6 separate regions of the Mus musculus genome follow, and regions 2, 3, 4, 5 and 6 are each linked to region 1. A link is a contact called in public Hi-C, HiCAR-type and HiChIP or PLAC-seq data. All regions are on one chromosome and are shown on one strand. The core of a region is the stretch at or near the end of the contact, and the rest is flanking DNA. Distances in the headings are between cores, read along the strand shown. Region 1 holds the start of 4930452A19Rik (RIKEN cDNA 4930452A19 gene). Region 2 overlaps Qk (quaking). Region 3 overlaps Qk (quaking). Region 4 has its middle 42 kb from the start of Gm34972. Region 5 overlaps Qk (quaking). Region 6 has its middle 36 kb from the start of Gm34972.

What was found. A called contact is a pair of places that touch in the nucleus more often than the background predicts. HiCAR-type assays count read pairs that join an accessible place to other places. HiChIP or PLAC-seq counts read pairs in DNA pulled down with a chosen protein or histone mark.
Region 2: an H3K4me3 HiChIP or PLAC-seq map of embryonic basal ganglia shows a contact between it and region 1, with 6 times the contacts expected there. The contact joins the enhancer-like site here to the promoter of 4930452A19Rik in region 1. A contact is called at or near these places in 7 of 115 datasets of contacts at active chromatin or transcription factors (bone marrow-derived dendritic cells, bone marrow-derived macrophages, embryonic basal ganglia and 4 more).
Region 3: an H3K4me3 HiChIP or PLAC-seq map of embryonic basal ganglia shows a contact between it and region 1, with 4 times the contacts expected there. The contact joins the enhancer-like site here to the promoter of 4930452A19Rik in region 1. A contact is called at or near these places in 1 of 39 promoter capture datasets (hippocampal neurons), 2 of 484 Hi-C or Micro-C datasets (cochlea and uterus) and 4 of 115 datasets of contacts at active chromatin or transcription factors (SST interneurons, bone marrow-derived macrophages, embryonic basal ganglia and 1 more).
Region 4: a contact with region 1 is called in an H3K27ac HiChIP or PLAC-seq map of stem cell-derived neural progenitor cells, with 2.3 times the contacts expected there. The contact joins the enhancer-like site here to the promoter of 4930452A19Rik in region 1. A contact is called at or near these places in 24 of 484 Hi-C or Micro-C datasets (the C2C12 cell line, the HL-1 cell line, adipose-derived mesenchymal stem cells and 14 more), 12 of 115 datasets of contacts at active chromatin or transcription factors (bone marrow-derived macrophages, differentiating embryonic stem cells, embryonic basal ganglia and 9 more) and 1 of 9 other capture datasets (embryonic stem cells).
Region 5: a contact with region 1 is called in a HiCAR-type map of astrocytes, with 1.7 times the contacts expected there. The contact joins the enhancer-like site here to the promoter of 4930452A19Rik in region 1. A contact is called at or near these places in 1 of 39 promoter capture datasets (hippocampal neurons), 27 of 484 Hi-C or Micro-C datasets (B cells, the C2C12 cell line, the HL-1 cell line and 18 more), 13 of 115 datasets of contacts at active chromatin or transcription factors (astrocytes, bone marrow-derived macrophages, differentiating embryonic stem cells and 9 more) and 1 of 9 other capture datasets (embryonic stem cells).
Region 6: a contact with region 1 is called in a Hi-C map of stem cell-derived neural stem cells, with 1.8 times the contacts expected there. The contact joins the enhancer-like site here to the promoter of 4930452A19Rik in region 1. A contact is called at or near these places in 6 of 484 Hi-C or Micro-C datasets (the N1E-115 cell line, cortical neurons, embryonic stem cells and 2 more) and 5 of 115 datasets of contacts at active chromatin or transcription factors (bone marrow-derived macrophages, embryonic basal ganglia, embryonic midbrain and 2 more).

The regions. Positions count from the first base shown.
Region 1 is chr17:9,774,516-9,777,215 of GRCm38.p6, reverse strand. It overlaps 4930452A19Rik (RIKEN cDNA 4930452A19 gene), which reads left to right and starts at 1,350. Exons shown (of 4, transcript NR_045433.1): 1 at 1,350-1,373; 2 at 2,130-2,337.
Region 2 is chr17:10,250,371-10,253,070 of GRCm38.p6, reverse strand. The region is part of intron 3 of Qk (quaking); the gene reads left to right. Among named protein-coding and RNA genes, the nearest start is that of Qk, 68 kb to the left of the region's middle. Within about 2 kb of position 1,345, at least 16 of the 459 cell types and tissues checked have an H3K27ac peak or open chromatin away from gene starts, as enhancers often do. A contact at or near this core is called in embryonic basal ganglia, embryonic brain, oligodendrocyte precursor cells and 1 more, where this site is marked.
Region 3 is chr17:10,227,055-10,229,754 of GRCm38.p6, reverse strand. The region is part of intron 4 of Qk (quaking); the gene reads left to right. Among named protein-coding and RNA genes, the nearest start is that of Gm34972, 82 kb to the right of the region's middle. Within about 2 kb of position 1,429, at least 12 of the 459 cell types and tissues checked have an H3K27ac peak or open chromatin away from gene starts, as enhancers often do. A contact at or near this core is called in embryonic basal ganglia, where this site is marked.
Region 4 is chr17:10,186,514-10,189,213 of GRCm38.p6, reverse strand. No RefSeq gene overlaps it. Among named protein-coding and RNA genes, the nearest start is that of Gm34972, 42 kb to the right of the region's middle. Within about 2 kb of position 1,408, at least 28 of the 459 cell types and tissues checked have an H3K27ac peak or open chromatin away from gene starts, as enhancers often do. A contact at or near this core is called in astrocytes, cortical glia, forebrain and 3 more, where this site is marked.
Region 5 is chr17:10,207,817-10,210,516 of GRCm38.p6, reverse strand. It overlaps Qk (quaking), which reads left to right. Exons shown (of 8, transcript NM_001159517.1): 8 at 886-2,700. The coding sequence ends at 902. Among named protein-coding and RNA genes, the nearest start is that of Gm34972, 63 kb to the right of the region's middle. Within about 2 kb of position 1,381, at least 16 of the 459 cell types and tissues checked have an H3K27ac peak or open chromatin away from gene starts, as enhancers often do. A contact at or near this core is called in astrocytes, embryonic stem cells, stem cell-derived motor neurons and 1 more, where this site is marked.
Region 6 is chr17:10,108,668-10,111,367 of GRCm38.p6, reverse strand. No RefSeq gene overlaps it. Among named protein-coding and RNA genes, the nearest start is that of Gm34972, 36 kb to the left of the region's middle. Within about 2 kb of position 1,352, at least 13 of the 459 cell types and tissues checked have an H3K27ac peak or open chromatin away from gene starts, as enhancers often do. A contact at or near this core is called in neural progenitor cells, stem cell-derived neural progenitor cells and stem cell-derived neural stem cells, where this site is marked.

The sequences.
Region 1 (2,700 bases), core at 101-2,600:
CTTGGAAGGAATCAATAGTGATTCAAGTTGCTTTACCCAACTCTTGAGGAATGTAGGGGAGGCGTACTAGAAATGACATGTTTCTGATCTTTTGGAAGGTTTAAAGTAAGACTGTGTCCCCTGAGGGAGAAAATCCTGGGATTTCTGATGTCACCGTCTTTGTAGCGTTAGTGGCAATGGATGAGGAGACACAGCAGACACCTTTGGAACTGGTTTCTGCAGCCAGGTTACAGTAGAGCTGGCATTCTGGACATCCGAGCACACATGGTAGTATTCTCTCTTCGCAGAGATGAAAGCCCCTTTAAAGCTCTCCTCTCTCCTTCCCTTCTGAGGATAGGGCGGAGTTCTGATGGAGCTGCCTCTAAATGTTGGGATTGGATGCAGTTTTGCAAGTAGGACCCTAGTTCCTGTGGCAACTTCTTTACTCTTCTGTTGTCCGTTGGCTCATCCATCTCTTGTGCTGCCTCAAGCAGAGGTCTGGACTGTTTTGAAGCTTTGAAAGTGAAAGAGTACACTTTGCTCCTCAAAGGCTTCTGCTGTGTCTCACTTGCGGGTCCCGTCATTTTTTTTTTTTTTTTTTTTTTTTTTTTTTTTTATCCCTCATTTGCTTCAGTCTTTTCTCATCCAGCATGGACACCGAGCAGGGCCAAACTGGCTCTGTTCCCTTCTCATTCTTGCCCTTGCTTTCAAGCCTCTTTTACTTTTTATGCCAAAAAGAAAGAAAAGAGAAAAGAAGACCGTGTAGGAGGCTGGCATTGCCATGGCAACAACACTGATGGGGGCCTTTGGATTTGAGCTGCACTTGCAGGGAAGTACTGGCCTCAAAGAAGCTAAAAGGAAGAGGAAGCGGGGAGGGCAGGAGGGAGGGAAGAAGGGAGGGAGGGAGAAAGAGATGGAGGGAGGGAGGGAGAGAGGTAGGGAGGGAGGGAGGGAGGGAGAGAGAGAGAGAGAGAGAGAGAGAGAGAGAGAGAGAGAGAGAGAGAGAGGAAAAGAAAAGGAGAGAAAGTCAGACAACAACGGAGGAAGTGGGTAGCAAGTAAGGGTGGCCTAGCAAAACCCTAGATGCATTTGCGGTGACATCACTGCCTTTCCCACAGAGACCATTGACACCGGACGAAGCGTCCATTCAAGTCCCCAAAGCCACTCTCCAGGTCTGGTGGGGGAGCCCCCACTCTCACCCTGAATGCTTTTTTTGTTGGGGAACAGTGGAGCGTTTCTGAAAACTTGCATAAATGACTGAGGAATTCCCTGCCCTTGCCAGGAAGTCCAAGCCACTTGTGAGCTAACAATACGGAACTTTATCTCCTGTCCTATGCTGGAAGTTCCAGCTGTAGGCTCCGAATTCTAATAAGGGCTTTACTCATGCCGCTGAGGTTAGGGTAATATTTTATCCATCTCCTCTTTTCACTGAGACGCAGTCATTGCTGCTGTTGAGAGCCAGAGGCAAGTCCTGAGGACTGAGGTGGATTGGGGTACTAGTGGGGAGGGTGGATCATGGAGCAACTAAGAGGAAGGAAGTCAGAAAATGGTTTTTCTATTATTAGCTTGATGGGCCCACTTGCTGCTTGTGGGACTCTACACTGACAGGGTGAAGAGAAAAAGTTCACAGTGACTAAGGACCCCTGAACTAGAAATATTACTTTAGGACAGGGTCCACTTTTGGAAGAGTGCTCAGTTGTCTCCACATTCGCAAAAAGCGCAGAGGCAAAGACAGATGGCATGCCCAGCATTAGAATGCCTGCGCCTGCTCTGTTAGCTTCCGTCTCTGTGTCTGTAGGAAAATGCCTGTTTATTGTTTAGTGCTTTCCTGTTCCAGATTTGCCAATTCAGCTTTGAAAAGAAGGCTGGCTTTGGGCTAAGTAGGTGTTAAATCCCTGCCATGTAAGTTCTTAGAATATCCCCTGAAAGAGCCAGTAGGTTGGGTCAAGTATGTCCCCAGGGAAGCCCGGAAAGATGTTTTCTAGTAGCTGGATAAAGTGGTGACATTTTAAAGAATGCACAACATGGCAGGTGTTTATTGTCACAAACCCTGTTTCAGTTAATTTTCAAGGGACTCCCCAGGGATGTCTATTCCCAGCCCCTTTGAATATGGCTGCGTCCTGGTGCTCACACTTCTGCCTTTGTTAAAGTCTGACCTCAGGTCTTCCAGGAGCTTAGATCCTGCTGCACAGAACATGAAAGATGGACCCGTCAAGGAGAAGAGAGGAATCTTCTGGGGAGTATGGGGGAGCAGAGCATGTGACCCCTGTGCAGCTGCTTCCTCTTAGAGTTTTCACCCATGAATCACACATTCAACTTCCCGGAAGACGCAGGACGGCCCGACCTACAGAGCAGTATGTAAGAAGAGAAGTAACCAGATTCTACCTGCACTCTTGCCAACCCTAGAAGTTGCTAGGTTCAGGGCTAGGGTCTGCTGGGAAGGCTCAGGAAGACAGGATGGCATGGACAAGGCCATCTCCCCAGAAGCCCTTCTTTCCTGCTGTTTGGAACACTGGCCTCAGGGAAGGGATTGAGACTTGAACACCATTGGGGGCTGTGGCCTCTGAGATGCTACTTTCTCATGTTGTGGATAGTATGAATAAGGGGATCTGGTGCCCACCAGGGGCATGCCAGAGAGGAAAGAAAGAAACAGGAGCAATGGAGATGAGAGTAGGGTGTGTACCAATATGTCTCTCCCACCTTGAGAACCACTAAGAAAAC
Region 2 (2,700 bases), core at 96-2,595, 480 kb before region 1:
TCAAACCCTGGGTGTAATGTCTCTTTCTCTGTCTCTGTCTTGCTCTGTCACACATACAGTTTTACTGTATAATTTTAGTCAGTTTCTTATTTTCTGAAGAGTAGGAGTGCCAGGTAAGTATAGAAGGAAGACTTAAATTACAATTTTAGATGGCTAGGCAGATAGCTCAATCAGTAAAGTGCTGGAGAATCTCAGCTCACTCCTTAGAATGCCCCTTATAGGAGGGAAATAACCAGGACATGGAGGCATACATTTATAAACCCAATCCTGGGAAGGTGGCAACAGGAGGATGCTTGGATCTCACTGACTACTCACTCTGCACTATTGACAGACCCCAGGTTGGTGAGAGACCGTGGCTGAAAATTCAAGGTACAACTGATACATCAGGAAAGATACCCAAAGTTGTCTTCTTGTGTACAAATGCATAGTGTGCACGCACCATCCACACATACGTGTTTTCACTAATGGAACAACTTACTTTAACTTAAAAAATGAGACAATGCAAAGCCAGCACTACTTTCAAGGGGCGTTCACATTAAGCAGAGTTGACATTTCAAAAATAAAAGTGAAATTATTAATTACCATGTGATAAGCAGAAAGGTAGAGATATTTTGTAGATAATATGAGTGAACATAATAATTTTCCAGCTCATGCATACATTTTCCTTTTTGATCTTCTCTCCATACTGCACGATTCTGTACATGATAATGTAATGTGAACTTACAAATTTTTAAATGGTTTTCAGACAAGTGACTAGATTATTTTGTAGTATATTATAGCATTTAATTAATTAATTAATTTATTTATTATTTTTGGCTCTGTATCTATGTGAACGGTATGTTTGTACCATGGGGTTGCCTGCCTGCCTGTGTGTATGTCTGTCATCTGTCAGTGGATAACTTTGGAGTTTGTTATTTTGTTCCATCTTTATTTGTGTTCTGTGATCCACGTTCAAGTTGGATCTTATGTGACAGGCACCTTTACCTGCTGAATTTTCTTGCTGGACCCAAATTTTAATGTGTTTTTTTTCTTTTAGTATATTATTTATTGGTATCATTTAAGGCAGGTTTGTGCTCTGTATGTCAGACTAGCCTGGAACTTACTAAATAGCTCTTGCTGGCCTCAAAGACAAACTATAAACATGAGCTAAAACAATAAGTCATAAAACTTGTAGTAAGTCGTATGTTATCCAACCTCAGTAAATTGGTGTTGAGGCTAGGGTATGTAGGCTCTTTTCTTGGGTAATTTTCCATGCTCTTGAATACACATTTAGGAAGTCACTAAAAGAGATGGCAGCTGCGTGTATTTGGGATGTTTATGACATTACCAGAGAGGGTGGGAGAGCTTGAAGCAGAGATGCTTTGAGACAATAGTTGGTTAATGAGTTTGCTTGTATGTACAAGAGAAAAGAATGGGCCTGATTGCTCACAATTTGAAGCCTGAAAATGTATTTTTCTGGATCTGTGTATTTGCATATCTAATTGCTATGTAATCAAAACTAAGTGAACTGTAGCTACTTCAAACTTTAAAATGAAAGGCAATCATCCTTATGGGGGGAGGGGACCCCTAACTTGCACGCTAGCCTGAATATTAGCATTATAGTCCTCTTGTGCTTAATTATAGGTGTCTGGCTGAGCAGTAAATGCCTGCTTGTGTAATGGAGAAGTGAGTGTGACTCTGACACACCAGTGGAGCTCTGCTGTGACAGAGCCTGGGCTTAGAAAGCCATTACTGTGTATCTGTTCTGTGCATTGGTGATACGGATGGTGCCAGAAGGACTGCTAATTGCTTGCTTTTTTTGATATGGAAAGCAGTGGTTCCACCAGTGACCTCACTACTAAAACTAAAGCTTGTATTAAGCAGCTAGAATATGCTTGGTTTTCTGGTGGAAAGAAACCCCACTCCCCAGCCTCAAGTTGTTTCCTGACAGCTTTGTTTTTTTGTTAGCCTTTTGGGGTTAAAATCTATTTACTATAACATGAGTCCTTTGGGTTATTGTAGCTTTTCCTTTTCACTGTATTATTAATTTGAGAGACAGTATATTCTTACATCCTTAAATGTCATTGAAAATTTTATAGCCACTAATTTCCAAGGTTTTCAGACTAATATAAGCTCTTTATATATTTCCTCATTGAACTTAGACATCTAACACAGGTTTAAAACATATTTAAGTTTCAATTAGTGTCAAACTAGCTAGTTCTTAGTCCCTGAGGAAAAGATGCATTCAGCCTGATACCAAAGTCTTCAAGACTCAAGGATTTGGGTTGAGCTAGAGGACTACTGAAACGCCTGTACCCTCTGCCCCAACACAACACAACACATCACTTTATACTTTTCCTTAATTCACTTAATTCTGTTTTGCCTTTTAAAAAGTTTATTCTAAGTTTGAGAATTTAGGATTAATAAACTGTTTTTAAAAAACTAATTGCTTTCCAATGTTTTTTCTCATTTTCAGGAAAAAGCATTTATTTTTGTAAAGTGTTAGTTGAAGTGGAGTTAACAGATACGTATCAGAAGATACTCTCATGAAGTTTTACCTTTTAAATTAAGATTTAATTTGTCGAGGCCAGACACAGTGACACACATACATATTTAATCCCAGCAATCTGGAGCCAGAGTCAGGTAGACCTCTGAGTTCAAGGCCAGCCTAGTCTATGTAGAGAGGCCCTGTCTCAAAACATAAAATAAAAACATACCATG
Region 3 (2,700 bases), core at 180-2,679, 450 kb before region 1:
ATAATGGGAGGCACTATATGTAAAATGAATCTATGCAGTAATTCTCTTCCTGGTCCACAAAATGTGAAAATGTCTCAGTGAAACCCATTATGCACCATGCTAACGCTAATGCAATTTTTAGAAAAGAAAATGTGTGGGGGGAACAGTAGGCATTTTTATACATCATTATTTCAGAAGGGATTCAAAAAATTCCAGATGAGGGAAACAGGATATTTTTGTTGCTGATATGAAGACTAAGAAGAAAGTGGAACTAAGGGCCTTCATCTCCTAATCTTTTTCTAAAGGAAAACAGTTTCCATGTGTTATGCCAGGACTAAACTGGAAAGCTGAACTGAAAAGTACTAACTTCTGACTGGAGAAATTCATGGTACCAAGAAACAGGAATTTACACTTCAATCTCTTTTGTTTGTTTGTTTGTTTTTTTTGAGACAGGGTTTCTCTGTATAGCCCTGGCTGTCCTGGAACTCACTTTGTAGACTAGGCTAGCCTCGAACTCAGAAATCCACCTGCCTCTGCCTCCTAAGTGCTGGGATTAAAGGCGTGCGCCACCACCGCCCAGCTTTACACTTAAATCTTAAGAGACTCTCTACATACATAGATGTCATTACGCTCAGACAGTTCATACAGTGTTTTGGGGCTGTATGGCTTTGTGATAGAATCCTCCTGTTTTCATATTTACTCAAGGGTATTTTGAACTTAAATATGAATGAGTTTTTAATATATATTTGATTTTTTTAGAAGCATTAGCATCCATAGGGATCTAAGTTAATATGAATTAAATATTTGGTTTTAATATATTACTGCAATTTTTCCAGCTGAGAAATTTGAAATTTTAAGTGTGCTGATTAATCAAGGAATATTTTGAAATTTGGAAATATATTTATCATAACAAAATCATTTTAATTTTCTTTTTAGAAAAACCAGTTATCACTGTCATTGAAATTGAGAAAAAAATAAAGAGAAAATAATATTTTATAATATATATTTTCCTATTTCTCAGGAGTTCTTCTTTGCTTAATGTTCTATGGATTTGACTCATGGTAAATTGTTTTAATTATAATCTGAAAATAATATGAAAGTAATGATGATAGTAAGAGGCATCTGGATACTGAAATAGTTTCTTCAAGACATTTTAAAGCCAGATTGTCAGTCAGTTGCTGCTCTTGGACAAGTACTAGTAACTGAAGTATATGAACAAGTCCTAGTGACTGAAGTATGTGGCATTTTGGCTTTGTTTGTTTTGGTGAGAAAAAGAAATTAAAAGATGTTTAAACATCTAACCAAAATGCATGCAGTTCATGATAAGAGCAAGAGAGAGAGAGAGAGAGGAGAGGAGAGAAGAGAGAGAGAGTGAGCACTTGTGAAGAGGGTGTTTCTGTGCTCGCTGCCATTTTCATCTGAATGGGACTCAGTGTTGTAATTAGCAGTCTCTTCAGAGTGTCAGAGCAGAATTACCATTGTGATGCTTAGCTGTGGGATAAAAGCATTGGATTGGGTCTGCCTGTCTGCCAAACTAAATGAGTTGCAATGGGAATTTTCAAATGTTTGAGGCGGTTACTTATAGTAATTTGATGGGTTTGAATAAACTCATAAATTACAGATTTAGAAAAAAGAAGCCAGTCCTTCTATAGATGAGATTTTTGTAGAGGCTTATGGCTTTATAAGTTCTTGATGAGAGTGAATTGATCCCTGCTCACATGAGGCCAGTTTATTAGGGCTTGTGACCCCCCCACCCCCCCCCCCCACCCCATTAACCCCACAAATGCATGACAAGCACATGTAAGGAAAGAGTTTGGCATCTCTGGGGAAGAGTGTGACAGTTCTGGTCATGATTTTGTTCTGTATTCAGCACTGCAGAGCGTTGTTGGAAGAATAATTTGTTTTTATAAACAATAAGGTAATATTTTAAGTTCATACTATATGTAAATAGTAAATAATGTATTTTTACACCTAGGAGACACAAAGGGTAGAATAAAATTTAAAAAAAAAAACAAACATTTTGGATTCAAATGTGGTTTTCAGGCTTCAATAAGTGGTATTATTCAGGTTTCATGTACATGTTCTCAGAATACACTTCAACTCTCTCCTGAGTCTCCAAAGAATTATATGTTAGCGTAATTTTGAATAAGTGTCCAAAGTGGGGACCATCATAGTGTGTACAATACCATTTGTCCTCAGGACACTGACCATAATAATCAGTTTCTGTGTGGTCTTTTTATCTGTTTTTTAGATTAAACACTCAAAGCTGAAGTATTTAAATTTTCAAGGCTGTATAATTGATTCATAAAATAGATAAAGTATTATGGGAGCCTACTGTAAGTAACTAGGTTGCTGTTTCATTACGAAAATAGTGAAATAGTATAGTAATAATAATCTGGATACCTGAAAATATTGTTGCATCTTTCAAAATACATTATTAGGGGGACACAGTTATATTAGAAAAAGAATAATTATTTAGTTGATAAGTGACAAAGTAAAATATTTTTAAAGTAAAATGTTTTTGTTAATCTTTATTGCATGGTGTTTAGTTGCATGTTGGCATGTCTGAGTAGCATCTTGTATTCCTAATATTTTAGTTGACCCATGGGTGAAACTTGAATCAATGGTGGGTACATTTTTAAAGGTGTACTTGAGTGTAAAGTAAAGGTCCATAGAGGAGTCCTCCCCCACCAGATCTCAGAGTTTCAGTAGAGGTCCTTA
Region 4 (2,700 bases), core at 159-2,658, 410 kb before region 1:
AACCCTGTGGACCCACAGTCAACTGGAAGGTGCTTTCTTACATAGGGCTTATATCACTTTTCCCAAAAAGCAAGCACAAGATCTTGCATGCATGAATGCATGAAGCTGGATGAAAAGAGAGCCTCTGTTTCCCTTCTGATGAACAATCATACAAAGAATGAGAAATTAGAGTTCTCCTGTCTGCTGTCTTTTATCCTCTGAAGGGCCACAGCGCATGAGATCCTTCAGAGGTTCAAGGAAACCTATGCCAGCTGGTTGTCACTGATCACAGTTCCCTTCCCTCCTTGCCTTCAGTCCCAGCCCAGAATGTATCCCAGATAAAGATGCTCATGGTTTAGGCTGGGAGGAGTCTGGATAGGTGGGCACACGAGCATGGATCTCCAGTGGCCTTTGCCTTTGAGGCTTCTGGGCCATATTCTAGCAGCTCTCTATCTGCCAGCATTTCAGCAGGAGCCAGAAAACTTCTGCTGTTTTCTCTGGGCCTCACTGGCAGTTTGTTCTTGCAGGGGCTTGGCCCAAACTGAGGGCTGGCAGCCTGGGCTCCCAGCACTCCCTGCAGAGCTACTTAGAGAAAACACATTAATGACACATCGAGCCAGAGTCTGAAGAGGGACCTGCCTCTGAGAATTGATGCATAAATGCCAGGCTAGGCAGGCAGGAGGCACCTGCCACCAGGCACTTGCCTGTATTTCCTTAGTGGAGTGTGGCTGTGAGACCAGGTAAACGCTGAGGGAACTAATTGAGTAAAGTTAGAGAAACAGGCATCATCTCAGAGTTTGCAGCCAGAGCTGGATCTGGCAGAAGTCACTAACACATAGGTTTGAAGAAAACGAACGGTAAGGACTCCCACAGTTATTTAGAAGACAGAACATGCAATTCATTTATTTTTAAAGTTACTGTACATGTATGGGTGTTTGCCTGCTTGTATGTATGCCTGAGTGCCACATGTGTGCTGTGCTCACATGAGGCCAGAAGAGGACATTGGATGCTTTGGAAGTGGAGTTACAAATTGCTGTGAGCCACCACACCCACACGGGTTGCCTGGGATTGAACCAGGGGCCTATGGAAGATCAGTTAATTCTTTTAATTGCTGAGCTGTTTGTCTAGCCTCAAACATGAGGTTCTAGACCGTCTGTGTGATTGGTCCAAGACTGCCTCCAATCAAAATATTCTCGGTTAAGCTTTAAAATGCATTTTTGGTAGACCACGGAATAAGGAATCATAGGGGTTCAGTCTTGGCCTCAAGCCTCTTGTTTGCCCAGATCAGGGTCATTTTACACTGGCATGAGCTAACATGAGTACAGCAATGTCTTTGTGGGTTGAACTTGTAGGCAGAGATGTGGCTCCTGTTCCTAGGTCCCAGTGACAATGGCCTACTGTAGGAGGCAAAGGAACTCTGCTAACCTCCAGTGATTTTCCACTCTGCCAACTCCAAGTGGCTCTCTGGCTCCTGGTGCTCTGTTCTCTTTGTTCTGGGATAGATACTTTGTATACTTTCCTTTCAAGGTTTTCTTTTTCCTTAAAATGCACACCCCCTTGGGACTGGTTGTAGTTTAGCCCTTAAGCACTCAATTCTTCCTGTGAGTTAGGGCCCCCTCCCTCCCTGCCCAAAAGCCTGAGACACAGGCGAGAGGGGCTGAGGGAGGAGAGACCAGAAATGGGGACCCGGTGGAGTTTGTGCCTTGAACCTGTGTGCAGCAGCCTTCCACACATGCTTGTTGTCACGCTCAGGTTGTAGAATTTTTCTCTCTGGAGCTTCAGTCTTATGTTTTAATGCATTCATATAAACCATGTTTTGTCACAGTTTTCTCATTGTTTGAATATAAAGAGCCAAATAATATTTCTCTCTTCATGCATGATAGTCATTAAGATTATTTAGCTGCATTAGTTAATAGCAGTCTGTCATCCAGAAAACTAGTTTGCATTTCATTTGGTGGTGGTGGGGGCAGGGGAAACGTTAATAATTAAATATAATCAATAGTGGAATTATCATTCCAGCAACTCTCTCGACCTGAGAAAGATGTTGTCAATTTGCACTTAGTGCTAATGCCATTTATTCCATTAACGGCCTTTATTTTAACAAGCTTAATCATCTTTATAGGTCTCTCTTCCTCTCCATCCCTTTCCCTTTTTTATTGCTCTGCTCATATAAATGCTTCCACAGTTGAGTGACACTGAAGCAGAGACTGAGTGATCACAGCCTTGGGTATGCCTGCCGGGAGGGCGGTCTCCTACTCATCCATACTTGTGTCCAGCCACACACTTTGCAGAAAGCATATTTGGTTAAAAGCATATAGATCATACTGTCTCTGTGCCCCACCTCCAAAGAACTGTCTCATTTGCAGCCAACTTGTCACCGGTCCTGTCTACTCGTTTGGCTCTTTCTGAAGTCTAGAATGGATGAGTGTTAGATTGAAGGTGCTCAAGAGACTTACTTGGGCCAGCTCCTCCCTGTGACATGGCACTGTGAAACACCACAGCATTATGAAGATTGTGTATATCCCCTACACACACACACACACACACACACACACACACACACACACACACGCACACACACCCCGATTGTCTTTACACTCCTGCTTGTTGGTTCCTACAGCCTCCATTCAAACTATCCTGAAGGCCCAACTCTATCCCATGGGCTCCTCTCCACCTCTGAACATGTGGTCATTATCAGCACTGATGAGGCTAGAGATGCCA
Region 5 (2,700 bases), core at 132-2,631, 430 kb before region 1:
AAGCTGTTTGTAGTTTTAAAAATGCCTTCTTGGTATCAGTTAGAAATTTCTTCTATTTTTTATGTACTTAGAGTTCTTTGAGGTATAGAGTTTTAAATGGCAGGATTTTACAGTGTTTACATGCAAGTGCATTTTATAAGTGTTCTATATGTGTAAATTAGTATTTTCAACTGGAAAATGTTGGCTGGTGCAAAAGGCCTGGCCTTTTTTCTGGTTCCCATGATGTTGCCTACACTGCTAGACTACAGTATTGCTTTGTATCATGAGGCCAAGAAATTCCATGTTGTTTGTAAATAGAATAATTGAAAAAGCAATAAACATTTATTGAACAAAAGAAACTTTGTTTGGCCCAGAGTTTATGTTGAACCAAATTGTTCATAGCAATTTAAATTTCTTTAGATCCATTTCTGTTAATCATCAGTTATTAATAATCACATCCATCATTAATAGTTGCTTTATTGCTTGCATCTGAGAGAATACTAATGCTTAATAGCAGTCAGATACTTATAACTGCACTGACTGTTCAGAATTCTTTATACCAAACCTGTTCATCATTGTTTCCAATTTCCTTCATTGACTGCTACTAACTATTAGTTGTTAGCTGTATTTTATTTCTATTTTTTTCTTTTAACAAGTCGGGTTTTTCAAATTATTTTTTGTGGGAGTGGGCTCTTCTTCATTTGTTCAAATCATGATATGAAATTGTCATGATTTTTATTGTATTCTGTAGATGGTGTCAATCAGTTTGTCAGAATTCAACATGCCTTTTTTTTATTAGTTGTGATTAGTTTTCATGTTGTCATTAAGCTGTCACTAGCTGAAACTAATCTCTTCTCTATCTTTTCTTTTCTTTTTTTGTTTTGTTTTTTGTTTCTAACCACCCAGCCGCCACCGGCAACTAACCTATGACCTTCTGACCTCTGAACTCTTCACCCAATGATGACCTGACCATGCCTGCCTGCTGATCAGTTAACTGGTAATCGCCTTTGCTTGCCTGTCGTCAGTGCAGCGAGCTGAGGCACTTGTCCGTTCGTCTTACCATCTAACCAAACAAAAGACAAAGAAATTGTCCTCCAACTCAGCTTTTCCCCCCCTGTTTGGGTGAAAGTGGTTCTAGAACCTGCACTGAATAGTAGTAAAGCAATAAGGCCCGATTCATCCCACAGCACTGATCATCTCTCAATGCCCCACCCCAAGCGAACGGTAAGAAGGCCTCTCTTAAGAAGGGGAGACAGATGGCCCTAACTACTCAGTGACAGAGGCAGTTACTGTGAGAGACTTGTAGGAATTTTTTTCTTCTCCTAGCGAAGTCAAAGCTCTCTCTGAATGTACTGTGTGACAATGCATCATGCATGAACCTTCGGTCAGGGATGTCGTTGGGGAAGTGACTTCAAAAGTATTCAAAATTTGACATGCTGTTTGTTTAGTCACTACAGTGCCCTCAAAGGGCAGACATTGCAGCCTTTTTATATTGCCTGCCAAAATTTGAAGTATTAGAACAAAGTGTGCCATGAGAGAAAAACTTAACAAGGAGTTTTGAAAAGAAATGCAAAGAACAAAACTACAACACTATTTTTTAAAAAGTTGAGTATCTGAGTTAAAATTTCCAAATCTTTATTTTACACCACCTTAAAAATTATATGAGAACAAGGTACATGCATTATGTGTCACATTACTGGGCAAACTGTTCAAATATTTTTTTTAAACCTCCCTGTATAGAAAATATCATTAAGGATGTAAAAGCCATGCTTGCCTATTTGCTGTATACATGTAATGAAATTGTAGATAAAGTGTAGTGCATTGAAACAAATGAACAAAAAAGTAGATACTTTTACTATACAAGGGTGCTGGTGCAGAAAAAAATATATATATTTTTGGAAATGTAGCATTTTATACTTTCAAGTGTTATAAAAAAAAAGAAAAAGAACAAAGAAACCCTTTATTTCATTAAATGATTTTTTCTGGTGGTTGTCAAGAAACAAAAGACCAAAAGAGCCTTTTTGTCTTTCTTTTTTATTTTTTAAGTATTGGAATAAGTCTAATGAAAAAGAAAGTGCCTTATTTTTCTTCATGGTCATTTAGTCAAGTGTCCTGTAAGATCAGCTCCTCCCTCAGAATAAAGTTACTGCATGTTCCTCAGTCGCCCAGTATGTGAAAGGAGATATGAGAGGAGACAAATGAGTTGATGGTCTAAATTATAAGATTTGTGTCACATTATCTTGATGCCAGTTTGCCAAATCTGATACTGTGAAAAAATTTGATAGCTTTTCTAATGTCTGACTAGTAAATTTTAAAATGTCATTCTTTTACAAATCATAATTAGTACTTTTGGTTATTACCGTCTTCAGTGTTAGCCCAAAGATTCTGAGGTTTAGAAAAAAATTATGTAAGATCTGAACATCAGTTTGCAGACAAAATTAAATTAGAGCTTTATTTTATTTGGAGAAGAGGGATACAATGGAATTTTTCCTTACCAATTAGAAATAATTGTAATGCCTAAAAAACTTTTTCACAAAAATGAATCTTTGAAATTTTTTATTGTTGAAAAAGTGTTAAGTAACATAAATCTAATCAGATATCTTATGTAGTCCATCTCTGCTGGCTTTAGTAACTGCTCCTAAACTTTTTAACTCTAAAGGAGCGTGGAAAGCCCGCATCACAGTGTTCAGTGACTGCTCTGCTCCATTCTTTCTCCTCTCC
Region 6 (2,700 bases), core at 103-2,602, 330 kb before region 1:
TGTGGATGTACAAAGACAATCTCAGGCACCAGTCTTCACCTTCTACCCTGCTTCAGACAAGGCACTTGTTTGCTGCAGCATAGGCCAGGATGTCTGGCCTCTGAGTATCAAGGGATTCTCCTGTCTTCATCTCCCTTCTTGCCTCGAGAGCTCCAGGATTGTGCCAGGCTTTATGTGGGTGCTGGGATATGAAACTCAGGCTCTCAGGCTTGTAAGTAAGTGCTTTACTCACTGAGCCACATCCCTAGCCCACTCACCATCCTTATTGAGTCGTCTTTGGACAATGAAAATCTAAAAACTGAATGTGGCCCATCAATGCCTCTTGAACTACAAAATAAAGAGGGAAAAAAAGCTTTACAAGTAGCAGGTGTGGGGTTTATCTAGAGCTCAATGAGGTGTGCTGTTTCTGAGCTGAAAGAGAACTAATTTAATTTGTCTGATTTATTAGAGAGGAAGCCCCCAAAATGCACTTGACAACTTAATGCAGTATGAATGATGTAGTGTGGAGCTTCTGATGACCACATATCCACATGATTCACACACACACACACACACACACACACACACACTCGAAAGACTTCATTTTCTTGGTTCTTGGCAGTGAGCTCATGATCCTTTCTTTCCAGCTAAGTTTAGAGAAAGTGTATGCCAGTAGTATGTTGAGTGACTTTTTATTTAGAACAAATAGCCAATACTTACCCCACCATGTGAGGCAGATATTGCCACTGTCCTTGCTTCACAGATGAACAGGGAGAGAGGCAGCCAGCACAGGCAACAGCTGAATTCAGTGCTGAGCAACAAGACTGCAGAGCTCATGGCCTAAGCCTCACATGTACCTGCCAGGTTCTGTGTCTTCACAAGGAGGCCCCTGGCAAGCTAACAGCAAACAGGACTTAAAGTGAATTGAGTTGAATCACATCTATGTCTTGTATGGTGCCCATGTGTCAGTGGTTCACAGTTGGAGCCATTTGGCCTCTCAGGGGACATTAAGTAATGTCTGGAGACATTTAAGCCATCATAAGTATTGGGGGATGGGGAGGGTAGTGCTTGCTATTAACATTCAATAAGTAGAGGCCAGGAAGGCTGCTGGACACTCTGACACACACAGAATAGTCCCTCTTGATTAAACAGAATGCTCTGATTGAAAGTGGCCATTGTGCCAACTGTGGGAAAATCTGTTATACGTTGCTTTGGTGACATTTTGTGAAATATTGAGGCAGGATTACCCCCAGCAATCACAGCACCGAGAGACTTGAGCCTATCATATGTTTTCTGAGGAGCTTTGGAGCAATATCATTGTTGACTCTCTTTGATGGACAGTTGCTGGGTGTTAGGAATCAAGAGTCACCCTTGTCGTTTTTCCCAGGAGAAGGCATTCCTTCTGATTCCAGGACAACGGGCCACTCCCGTTGCCTTGGAGACACTCCACCAAGCAGAAGCTTATGTTTCTGTCTGAGGCTCAGGAGAACTTTGGATTGCAAACCGTGTGTGTGTTTTCCTTTGTACAGTTTTAAAGAAAACTATGCAGACATTTCTAAAACGTCTGCTTTTTAACTAAAGTATTTCTAAACACAGGGCAACTGTGTTAGAGCTGTATGGCTACCCCACACAATCAGCGTGAGTCTGCACTCATGCCTGATCATTCAGCATCATAAAGCAGATGTCATCTGTGTGGGTTTATGATGCTTGTGCCTAGGGTCTTGTGCATACTAAACATTAGCCCTACCACTGAGACACACCCCAATCCTCTTTAACAGTATTTGACTTGAAGAAAATACAGTATAGTTTAGAAAGTGGCCTTTAGTTTTAATCAGTACATTGATTTTTAGTATTGAGCATTGAACCTAAGACTTTGCATGGGGTTTGTAAGCATGCACTAGGCCACCAAATGGCATCTCTGATTCATACTTCTTTTTGTTTATACTTTCCATGAAATCCTTAGGTGTTGGCATTTGATGTTACTTTCATAACTTATTCATGTTCTCGCAAATATTATTTTATACCATTGTACACATCCTTGCAAATAGCACCTTCTAGATGTTTTCTCATACAATAAACCTCCACACCTATTTTTTAATGGGAAGGCCCACATCACAAGTCTCTGCACTGGATCTCTCTATTCACCAACCTCAACAAGGCTGAACAAGTCATGATGTTTGCCGGTTCTGAAGGCAACACTGTAGTCCACTGGAGTGTAAGCCTGCTTGTGTTTCTCAGGTCCTGGGTCTACTGTGCTCCTTAAAGCCATGAAGCAAACAAGATGTTTCAGTGGGTGATGGACAGTGGGAAGATGGTTCAGTGGGCGAAGCACTTGCCACACAAGCCTGACAACCTGAGTTGCCGATGCAGCAGCACACACGCAGGTGTAATTGCAGCATCATGACCCTAAACTCACCATTCCGACAGTCAGGCTTACACAGCTGAGAACAACATGGTAGAAAGCAAAGACTGACATCTGAGCTTGTCCTATGACCTTCACATGTGTGTCATGGCATGTGTGCATCCACACTCAATACACATCACACATGTACAACATACACATGGCATGCATACATTTATACTCATACACACATGCATACATCACACACATACACACACACACACACACACACACATCACATCATGGTAAATGTGCATCCACATAAACATATGTACACATATCACACATAACCTACACATCATGGTATCCACACTCACACA